Linked DNA regions of Salmo salar: region 1 is linked to region 2. Evidence: chromatin contacts called from public Hi-C data. All regions are on one chromosome and are shown on one strand. The core of a region is the stretch at or near the end of the contact, and the rest is flanking DNA. Distances in the headings are between cores, read along the strand shown. Region 1 holds the start of LOC106582990 (eukaryotic translation initiation factor 4 gamma 3). Region 2 overlaps LOC106582990 (eukaryotic translation initiation factor 4 gamma 3).

Region 1 (4,349 bases), core at 399-2,898, 57 kb before region 2:
TCTCTGAGGAAGGAGAGCATTGGTCTTGATACCACTAAAAATCCAGCTGTTTTACCCACTCTACCCTTCTCAGGGTCCTTATGAGGGCTGGAGGTTGAGCCAGCCCCAACTCTCTTCATAAAGACAATTTGTTTTATAAAGCTGCCTCTTTCCCCCCCAATTAAACTCTATGAAAATGTGCCTTTATGTTTATATAGAGGAACAATTTTAACACTGGAAAGTGAAGAAATGGCTATACAAAAAGGGAAAACTAATGGAACTTCTCTCAATCAGGTTTTATGTAGAGTTGTCATATGCCTTATTTTTCAACAGGAAGTGATATTTATTTTCTGTAATGTCTTTTTCACTGTTACAATTTGTATCTGATCAATCCACCTCTATGTTGTCTTCACTTATTGTATATTTTTAGACTGCAAAAGAATGACGAGTTGCAATTACTGGATTTGGACTGAAATAATATAATCCGGAGGAAACCGTCAATCACATCTAGAATACAAGTCAAGTAGATTGTAAAAGTCATATTTTATTATTGCCCATGATTGATCCGATTCAATAACCTATGTGTGTGTCGTTTCTGCATCAACAAACCTAACACAACATCATCATTTGTGTAAAGTCTGATTGCTTAATGTCTCCAGTTTATACAGTAGTGATGTTTTAAAGAAGTGATCTTCCGAATTGCTGAATGCCTGATATAAGGGACATATTAAGTGAATAGTTTTCAATCAGAGAATTCCTGAAACTTGTGAAGGATGTATTGACCATCGAACAAGTCACATAACAGAGTTTTCCCATTCTGGAGCTGCTCATGCATGACAGGGCTTTTGTGTCAAAAACTATTTTTCTAATCTAATAAAAATATTGTCACCATTCTTTTGTATGCCCATCTTTTGCTATGGCTCGTCTGATGCTTCAAAGGGACTTTTTATAGTTTTTGATTCCAAAACAAATAAAAACTGTATCTATGTATCAAAGCAAAAATAATTAAGTCTTACTGATTATATTACTTAGAAGAAAAAAAGTATGTCAATTGATGGTTATTGACGACAGATGTCGCTGCACACAAACAATGCAGTACTGAGTACAGTACAATCCACTACAAAGTTTTGACTTCTCGGGCTTTGCCTGTAAATACACCATTATCATTATGTGTACATATTACAATACCTGAACCTGATTACATTTGTATACATTATTGAGCGGTTCTTGAACGACCCCATAAATATAGCATGGGGCGGCAGGTAGCCTAGTTGTTGGTGGATCGAATCCCCGGCTGGTAAGGTAAAAAATCTGTCGTTCTGTCCCTGAACCCACTGTTCCCCGGTAGGCCGTCATTGTAAATAAGAATTTGTTCTTAACTGACTTGCCTCGTTAGAAATTAGAGTTTATTTTACACACACACTTCAAGACAGCCACTGCAGTTAAAATAATACATACCATGCATTCTTTAAAAATAGCACCAAGCATAGTTATTTATTAGAACAAGAATAATGCAGTGCTCATCAATATAGATGAATGTATGTGCCAGTCAGTAGACTAGATGATCTTTGGCTACATGAATGCAACAAATTAAGCGTCATTTTCGATCGCTCTAGGTAAGCCGAACCTACCCGTAATTGGACGAGAATTGTCGAATCGTCTGTCCTGCCGGACTGGAAGCGGCCGCAACGCCATGTTAACGAAGTCTCTCATCTCCGTGGGAAAATGATTAGCTAGCTATAGAAAAATCAGTTGTTGATAACAAATGTTAAATTATCGAAGGAGGAAAGACACCGGTGACAGTGCTCGGAAGAACTGAACCGGATCTGCAGAGGTCCTGGACGGGCAAGGGAGGCAAACCTCCCACCGTCCCCATGAATAACACCATAGACCCGAACAGCGACTTTCCATGAAAAAAAGCTTTTCTGCGTTGCTAATAGCTAGCCCTGTCGGCAAAAGGATTTGCGGCCTGCTTCAATAATATTAAACGCTTGCTAGCTATATTTATGCAAGCTAGATATATTTTGTATCAGTATTTATTCGTGTATTGTTTTGTTTTTTTGCAATGAGTTTGCCGACGAAAATAGTCCCAAAACCCGCCACTGTCGCAGTAAGTGGACCTGGAACTGTCCCGTCTCCGTCGAGCCAACTGCGGGCTACCCTGACCTCCGTGTCTTTACCACCGGGAGCCCCAGGTGCTCCTCAGCCGAACGCCGTGCCGCCACCTCAGTATCCTTCATTGGCAAGAATTCCCCTGGCATCTCTTGGTCAGGTATTCGGGGTAAACACATTTAGGTATCTAGCTAGTAACGTTATTGGTTAGAGGTTGGGTGCGGGTGAATTACTGATGTTTCGAAGAGCAGGGGGGGACAATTAGCTAGCTAGGTAGTTGGCTAATGTTAGCTAGTTAACAGATTAGTGGCTTGTTGACTAACGTTACTTGCTAAACTAGCTAGGCAACGTAGCTAAACTGCACATAATTGATTTTGATGCATTTTGTTGGCCAATGGCAATGTAATTTGAACTTGTGCATACGTGGTTCAGAAACTGCGGGCTAACTAACATCACACTCAATTTGACGAGGTGGCGTAGGCTAACTAACTACTAGAGGGCCACCGGCTTTGTTTCGTTTACCGGTGGTAGCTAGCTAGCCAGCCACTTTCATATTAGATAGGTATGTTCATTTGCAACTGAAAACACGTAGCAGCGGCTAACTAATCCGCTAGCCTATTGGCTAACTATAGTATTGGGGGCAGTCTTTGTGAGAGATGAATGCTTTGGGTGGACCAGCTAACCAAATGTTGTAGCCATCACCCTAAAACTGTAACATTAGTTATTCTTGCTAGCAAGTATGAGTGAATGTTAGCTAGTAGTAAGTTACATGGGCCTAGGATCCCCTCCCCGGTTTCCATAGAAGGGATGCTAACACCGGTTGTTATTTATCTATCTAGGCGGTAGTTGCGCCGGGTAGTAGCTGACAGCCGGTGCAACACTGGTATGTCCATCTTGACAGGGGAGTGTCGCCAGGCATTTGGTTGTTGGTAGCAATGTATGCTACGTTACTGTAGCACGGTAGTACTAGTGTAATGAGACTGATCCAGGAAGCTTAATACATATTTTATTTGTAGGAAGGGATATGTTTAATTGTGCATATTTCATGATTGTATGAATTATATTCAGTAAGCCAAACTAGCTATTTCAAGTCACTGCGTATTGAGACTCGTGGCTTTTGGATTCTTTTGAAAGCTACCTTTCTGTCCAGTTTGTGTAGCTTCAACATAATGTGGCATGATTCAAATATAATTTTTGTAAACAAATGGATCAAGAGCATTTCCCTTGCTCCCTGTGAACACTTTTGACCCCAGTGGAATTATTCTTCCAAATAAGACCTCCTAAAAACAATTCCTTACTTGATTTGTACAGACTTTGTGAATATCAACGTTGAGTCCTAATCAATTTGAGATTAATACTTGCTAATGGTCATTTTTTTTAAAGTTAGGATCTATCCTAGTGGCTTTTTACGATTAAAACATCTTATGATTTCAATCTAATGTAAAGTCATAATGGAAGTATTGTGTTCAGAGTGCACATGCTGCTGTTTTGTGGTTGCATTGTTATTCATGCTATTCTGTGAAGTCGTACTGTCACCTCCTGTTTTCTTTACAGCTCGGTGGCGGTGGTTTGAGGATTGGGTTGAATTAGCTTCCTGCTTCTGCCTATAACAGTGATGGTGTTCTTCAGTCCAGGATTTCTGTGGTATCCAGGGTGTTCCAAGGGTCTTAATTAGTGTATCTATACCACTTCATTCACATTGTAGGATGTTGGACTTACAAGCTCTGTTCAATGGTGCTCTGTGTCTCAGTGATCTCTGCATTGCTTGTGGTCTAGATTCATATTCATTAGTCTTTCATCCTGTTCAACTGTCTCCTTCATGCCCCGTGGTGCTCAGGTGGGACTGTTCCACAGTCTGATAATGGAAGATTCTTCAGGCCTTTTGCAGCTTTCATTTCTATATTTCATTTTTATATTATATTTGTTTGTATGTCAACTGGGTACCTAACAGGTTCCATAACTTAATTCTGCCACGTAACCACCACTTAGGCAGTATTGTTATAGGTTGAGCAAAGAAATGTTTAGGCTACAACTGCGAGGTGACAGATAAGATGCATCAAACTATGCAAATTTCTCTCGGTCTATAGAAAAACAATGACATTAAACTCACTGACCCTCCTGGTGTCTGCCCCTCCTCTGCCTCCCTGAGGTCAAGAGTGTGGGAACATGTTATTCTCTGTCTGCCCTCTGCTCCCAATGGACGGGATTTCCGTGTGTGTGTGTAGGCTGAGATGGTGGGTAGGCGGGGCTAGTTGCTA
Region 2 (4,714 bases), core at 245-2,744:
AACTTCCACAGCCAAGGAAAGGGGGCATGGTTTCGCTTATGTATAAGAAATATTTCCACTGAATACACATCTGTAGAACGTTTTTGTATTTCCCCTGCATGCTTGCGTTCGGTTTTTAAAATAGCCTATGTCTGTTACATCGGCAAGGAGACACCATTTTCTTTTCATCACAAAGAAAGTAAAGTCTTTTTTTTACATCCAGTTCATTTCTCATTTCGAAAAATCTTTCCAATATTCTCCCCGTTGATAACCACCAGGCCTCGGTGTGAAATAGCAAATTGTCATGCTCTGATCCTATATCTCCACACAGTTTGCGAACAGGCGTGCACGCAGTCGATGTGGTTTGATGTACTTTACAATCGAAGTTATTGCAGTATGTCTTTGTGGATCTCTTTTGCTGCCAGTTGCTTTCTGTATATGATACAATGTGTCCATATGGCAGAGGGAGACACAATTACTAGTGACCCATAGTTTGGGAACCACTGCTATATAGCATGAACAATTTATGCTAGAGCACTTCACTTTATAAATTTGAAAGTTGTGGACACTGCATTGTAAACTAATGTGGTTGCCTATAAAGTCAGCGTGTGTGGCGTGTAACAGCATGTGTGGTAGGTACAGGGTGTTGCTGTGCGCTGGTTGGTGGTTGACTCTGGCAGCATGGAACCGTGCTCTCTAAGTCCTGTTGTAACAGCACAGCAGGTTGGGAGGCGGAGGCCGCTGGTAGACCGCTGTGTTCTGAGACCTTTCACAACCTTGATCTCTCTCTGATGAGGGCAGAGGGAACCCAGCTGGAGGAGTCAGGACTCGCCCTGCAGGCCCGTGTCCTGTGGGTTTGTTTATGCTGCTTGAGGAAATGTGTGCTGTTTGAGCGCAATGGAGTGGAAGTGTCATCCACCTGGTCCTCAGAGATAATGCTCTCTGTCTCTGAGGTCTCCTTGGCTTCATCTCTCTGAGCCCCTGCGTCCACAAAGCTGAAATGAGAGACTGCACAGGACACGCATGAAGAGATGAGACTGCTGTTGGGAAAGTTGTGGATCCTCTCTTGCTTCTCTGGGACTAAGTTCTCTCACATGTAATATCGGTCTCTGTGTGTGTGTCTCTCGCTTCTCAGTTTTTCCAGAGGGCTCAGATGCAGACAGCGCGGCCAACCATCCCTACCAACGCTCCATCTCTGCGGCCCGGCTCTCAGAACCCCACAGCGGCGGTATACCCCCCCAACCAGCCCACCATGATGATGATGGCTCCCATGCCCTTCCCCTCCCCACAGGCTGCCCAGTACTACATCCCACAGGTGGGACTGACTGACCAGGCTGCTGCTGTTCTCCAGTAGGCATTCCTCTCTACCAATTCCTCCACGCCGCTTTTAACCCTTTCTTCTATGCCCTCCATTTCTCCCTCTACAGTATCGCCACAGTACGCCCTATGTGGGGCCACCCCAGCCGTTTTCAGTGCAGCCGCCGGGGTCTGGCACCTTCTATCCTGGCCCTGGGCCGGGGGAGTACCCTGCTCAGTATGGTGAGTCTATATATATATCCTCACACACACCCCACTTCAAACCCCACCAGTCTGATTTTAAAATGTCTGTCTCCCTCCACAAAGCACACATCTGTCCTTTCTAGCACAATTATCTTATTGTACAGACCCCTTCAACTCAGTTTGTTCCTCAGCTACACACACAGAGAGAGACACACACTATACTCAGCTTTTCTTCCTCCTTCCTGACACAGCTCCCGGACCTCAATTCTATCCAGGACAGCAGGTGTACCCCCCCTCACCCCCCATCATAGTGCCTACACCGCAGCAACCTCCACCAGCCAAGCGTGAGAAGAAACCAGTGAGTATCTCTGCAAGCTGCCATCTCAACACAGACATCACACGCTGCCTATGTATGTAAGCATTACACATACGGATACACACACTAGCGTAGGCCATCTGTGCTCAGTTAGGCACCAGGTCTTCTGTTTCCACATGCATACTGTCAGAGGATATGAGAAATGATCCCTGATGAAGAGACATATCTGGATCCATCAGCCCTTTTTACTTGCATTTTGAAACAGAATATTTATTTTACAGAGAAGGTATATGAGGGATGACATGGGTTAATTTAGATCTAGGCTGCCAGTAGAAGCTGGGTTTGTTTTTATTTTTTTAAATTTAACTAGGCAAGTCAATTAAGAACAAATTCTTATTTACAGTGATGGCCTACCCTGGCCAAACCCGGACGACGCTGGGCCAATTGTGCGCCTCCCTATGGGACTCCCAATCACGTCCGGATGGGAATCAGCCTGGATTCGAACCAGGGACTGTAGTGACGTCTTAAGCACTAAGTTGCAGTGCTTTAAACTGCTGCACCACTCGGGAGCCCTAGCCTTAATGTATGCCAGGCCTTAATCTAGCTTTTTAACACCAGAAAGCCGGGATTGTTTCAAGGGACCCCATTTTGAGCCCATATGGCCAATTCAACTGTTTGGACATGATTTAGAAAGAAACCCACCTGTCTATATAAGGTGCCACAGTTGACAGTGCATGTCAGAGCAGAAACTATAACATGAAGTCCAAGGAACTGTTCGTAGATCTGGGAGAGAGAATTGAGATGAGGCATATCTTGGGAAGGGTGTAAAACAATTTTGAGTGTTGAAAGTTTCCAAGAGCACAGTGGTCTCAATCATTGGGAAATGAACAAAACATGTAACTACCCATACTCTACCTAGAGCTGGCCGTCCGACCAAACTGAGCAACCTGGCTAGAAGGACCTTGCTCCGGGAGGTGACCAAGAACCCAATGACCACTCTGACAGAACTATAGAGTTCATTGGCTGAGATGGGAGAACCTGCCAGAAGGACAACAGTCTCTACAGCACTTCACCAATCTGGACTTTATGGCAGAGTGGCAAAACATTCTGTGGTCTGATGAGACAAAAATGTAACTCTTTGGTCTGAATGTAATGCTCTATGTCTGGAGAAAACCAGGCACAGCTCATCACCCGTCTAACACCATCCCTGCTTGGGTTGCACATTTTATATAAATCAAAACGTCTTACCTACATGTGACAGTTGGAGGATTGAACACTTCTGGGAGATTCTGGAGCAGCGGCTAGGACTGCGTTTTCCACCACTTTCAACAAAACACCAAATGATCGAATTTCTCGTGCAAGAATGGTGTTGCGTCCCTCCAATAGAGTTCCCGACACTTGTAGAATCTATGCCAAGGTGCATAGAAGCTGTTCTAGTGGCTGTTAAGACACCTTTGTTGGCGTTTTCTTTATTTTGGCAGTTAACCGTAGTTTGATGTGCCATCAGTTGCGCAGGCTGACTGGCGATGAATGAGGGGAAAAATGGCTTCATAAAGCTGCTTAATACACAAATGATGTTTGTGATATCGAAATTCTAACAACATACGTGTGTTAAATATACTTATTTTGGAAAATTCAAGGACGGAAGGGTGATGACTTTAAAAATGGCTTTAATCCAGATTCGGGGGGGAAATATTTTGCTGTTCAGTTTGAAGACCCACATGAAAATACATTATCTTTCCAGAAACCCTTTTAAATGCCTCTACTGAAATATGAGATGTCGTAAAAAGTCAAGTGTTAAGCTTTTTCTCTCCATTTGCACAAGATTAATAAGAATGTGGGGCGGCAGGGTAGCCTAGTGGTTAGAGCGTTGGACTAGTAACCGAAAGGTTGCAAGTTCAAATCCCCAAGGTACAAATCTGTCGTTTTGCCCCTGAACAGGCAGTTAACCCACTGTTCCTAGGCCGTCATTGAAAATAAGAATTTGTTCTTAACTGACTTGCCTAGTTAAATAAAGGTAAAAATAAAAAAAAATGTCTGAAACGTTTGGTCACAGATGTATTAATGCTTCTTTAGACTCAGTCAGTACTCCTGTACATTACACGCTCCACTGTTTTAAATGGCTGGGGGAGGGTTGCGCTGAGACACTGGTGCTTTAGTGAGACGGCGTTCCTTTTGTGTCATTGTCCTCCCAGATCCGTATCCGTGACCCCAATCAGGGAGGCAGGGACATCACAGAGGAGATCATGGCAGGGGGCACAGGGAGCCGGAATCCAACTCCCCCTGTCGGACGACCCTCCTCCACCCCCACCCCTCCGCAGGTAAGTACACATCTACTCTCATGTTACCTGCTCTTAGGCTTAATGCGCTCTCTCTCACTCACTCACTCACTCACTCACTCACTCACTCACTCACTCACTCACTCACTCACTCACTTACACACACACAAAGGGTGCCATGGTGTGCCACTGACCCACTGAACTGAGCTGAGCTATTAGCCTCTCATCCATGGCTGTGTAAAACCTGTGCTTAGGGCAGACTGCTGGGTGTTAGGAGGGAGCGGGCAATTAGGCCAGGCCACCAGGGCTTTGACACCACGACATACAGAGAGCCATGCACCAGACCAGAAACATTACCCTCAGTCTGTGTCTAATCCATCCTCTGCCATACTGCGTTAGACACAGCCAGCCACATAGACTTCAGCCACTGTCCCTGACCCACTGATCTGCACCCAACACACTTACCTGGCCTTAGGTTCACATTCTTTGCTATTCAATTTGAGTAACAGGAAACCATGGCTATTTTACAACAGTGACCTAAACGCACTGTATTTCATTGGTCATAGTTGGTTATCATGTTAATCTTGGACACACAGATCTATGGCTTACACATCTATACCTACTAGTATCTACCTACATG

Evidence for each region. Hi-C and Micro-C count contacts between places; a contact is called where the count stands out from the background.
Region 1: a Hi-C map of muscle shows a contact between it and region 2, with 2.5 times the contacts expected there. The contact joins the promoter of LOC106582990 here to the enhancer-like site in region 2. A contact is called at or near these places in 3 of 3 Hi-C or Micro-C datasets (blood, gill and muscle).

Annotation. Positions count from the first base shown.
Region 1 is chrssa22:22,879,573-22,883,921 of Ssal_v3.1, reverse strand. It overlaps LOC106582990 (eukaryotic translation initiation factor 4 gamma 3), which reads left to right and starts at 1,648. Exons shown (of 36, transcript XM_014166664.2): 1 at 1,648-2,208. The coding sequence starts at 2,045. It overlaps ece1 (endothelin converting enzyme 1), which reads left to right. Exons shown (of 19, transcript XM_045705623.1): 19 at 1-870.
Region 2 is chrssa22:22,822,486-22,827,199 of Ssal_v3.1, reverse strand. LOC106582990 (eukaryotic translation initiation factor 4 gamma 3) reads left to right here. Exons shown (of 36, transcript XM_014166664.2): 8 at 1,115-1,294; 9 at 1,407-1,518; 10 at 1,731-1,837; 11 at 3,982-4,116. Among protein-coding and RNA genes, the nearest start is that of LOC106582993, 19 kb to the right of the region's middle. Within about 2 kb of position 1,494, at least 1 of the 13 cell types and tissues checked has an H3K27ac peak or open chromatin away from gene starts, as enhancers often do. A contact at or near this core is called in muscle, where this site is marked.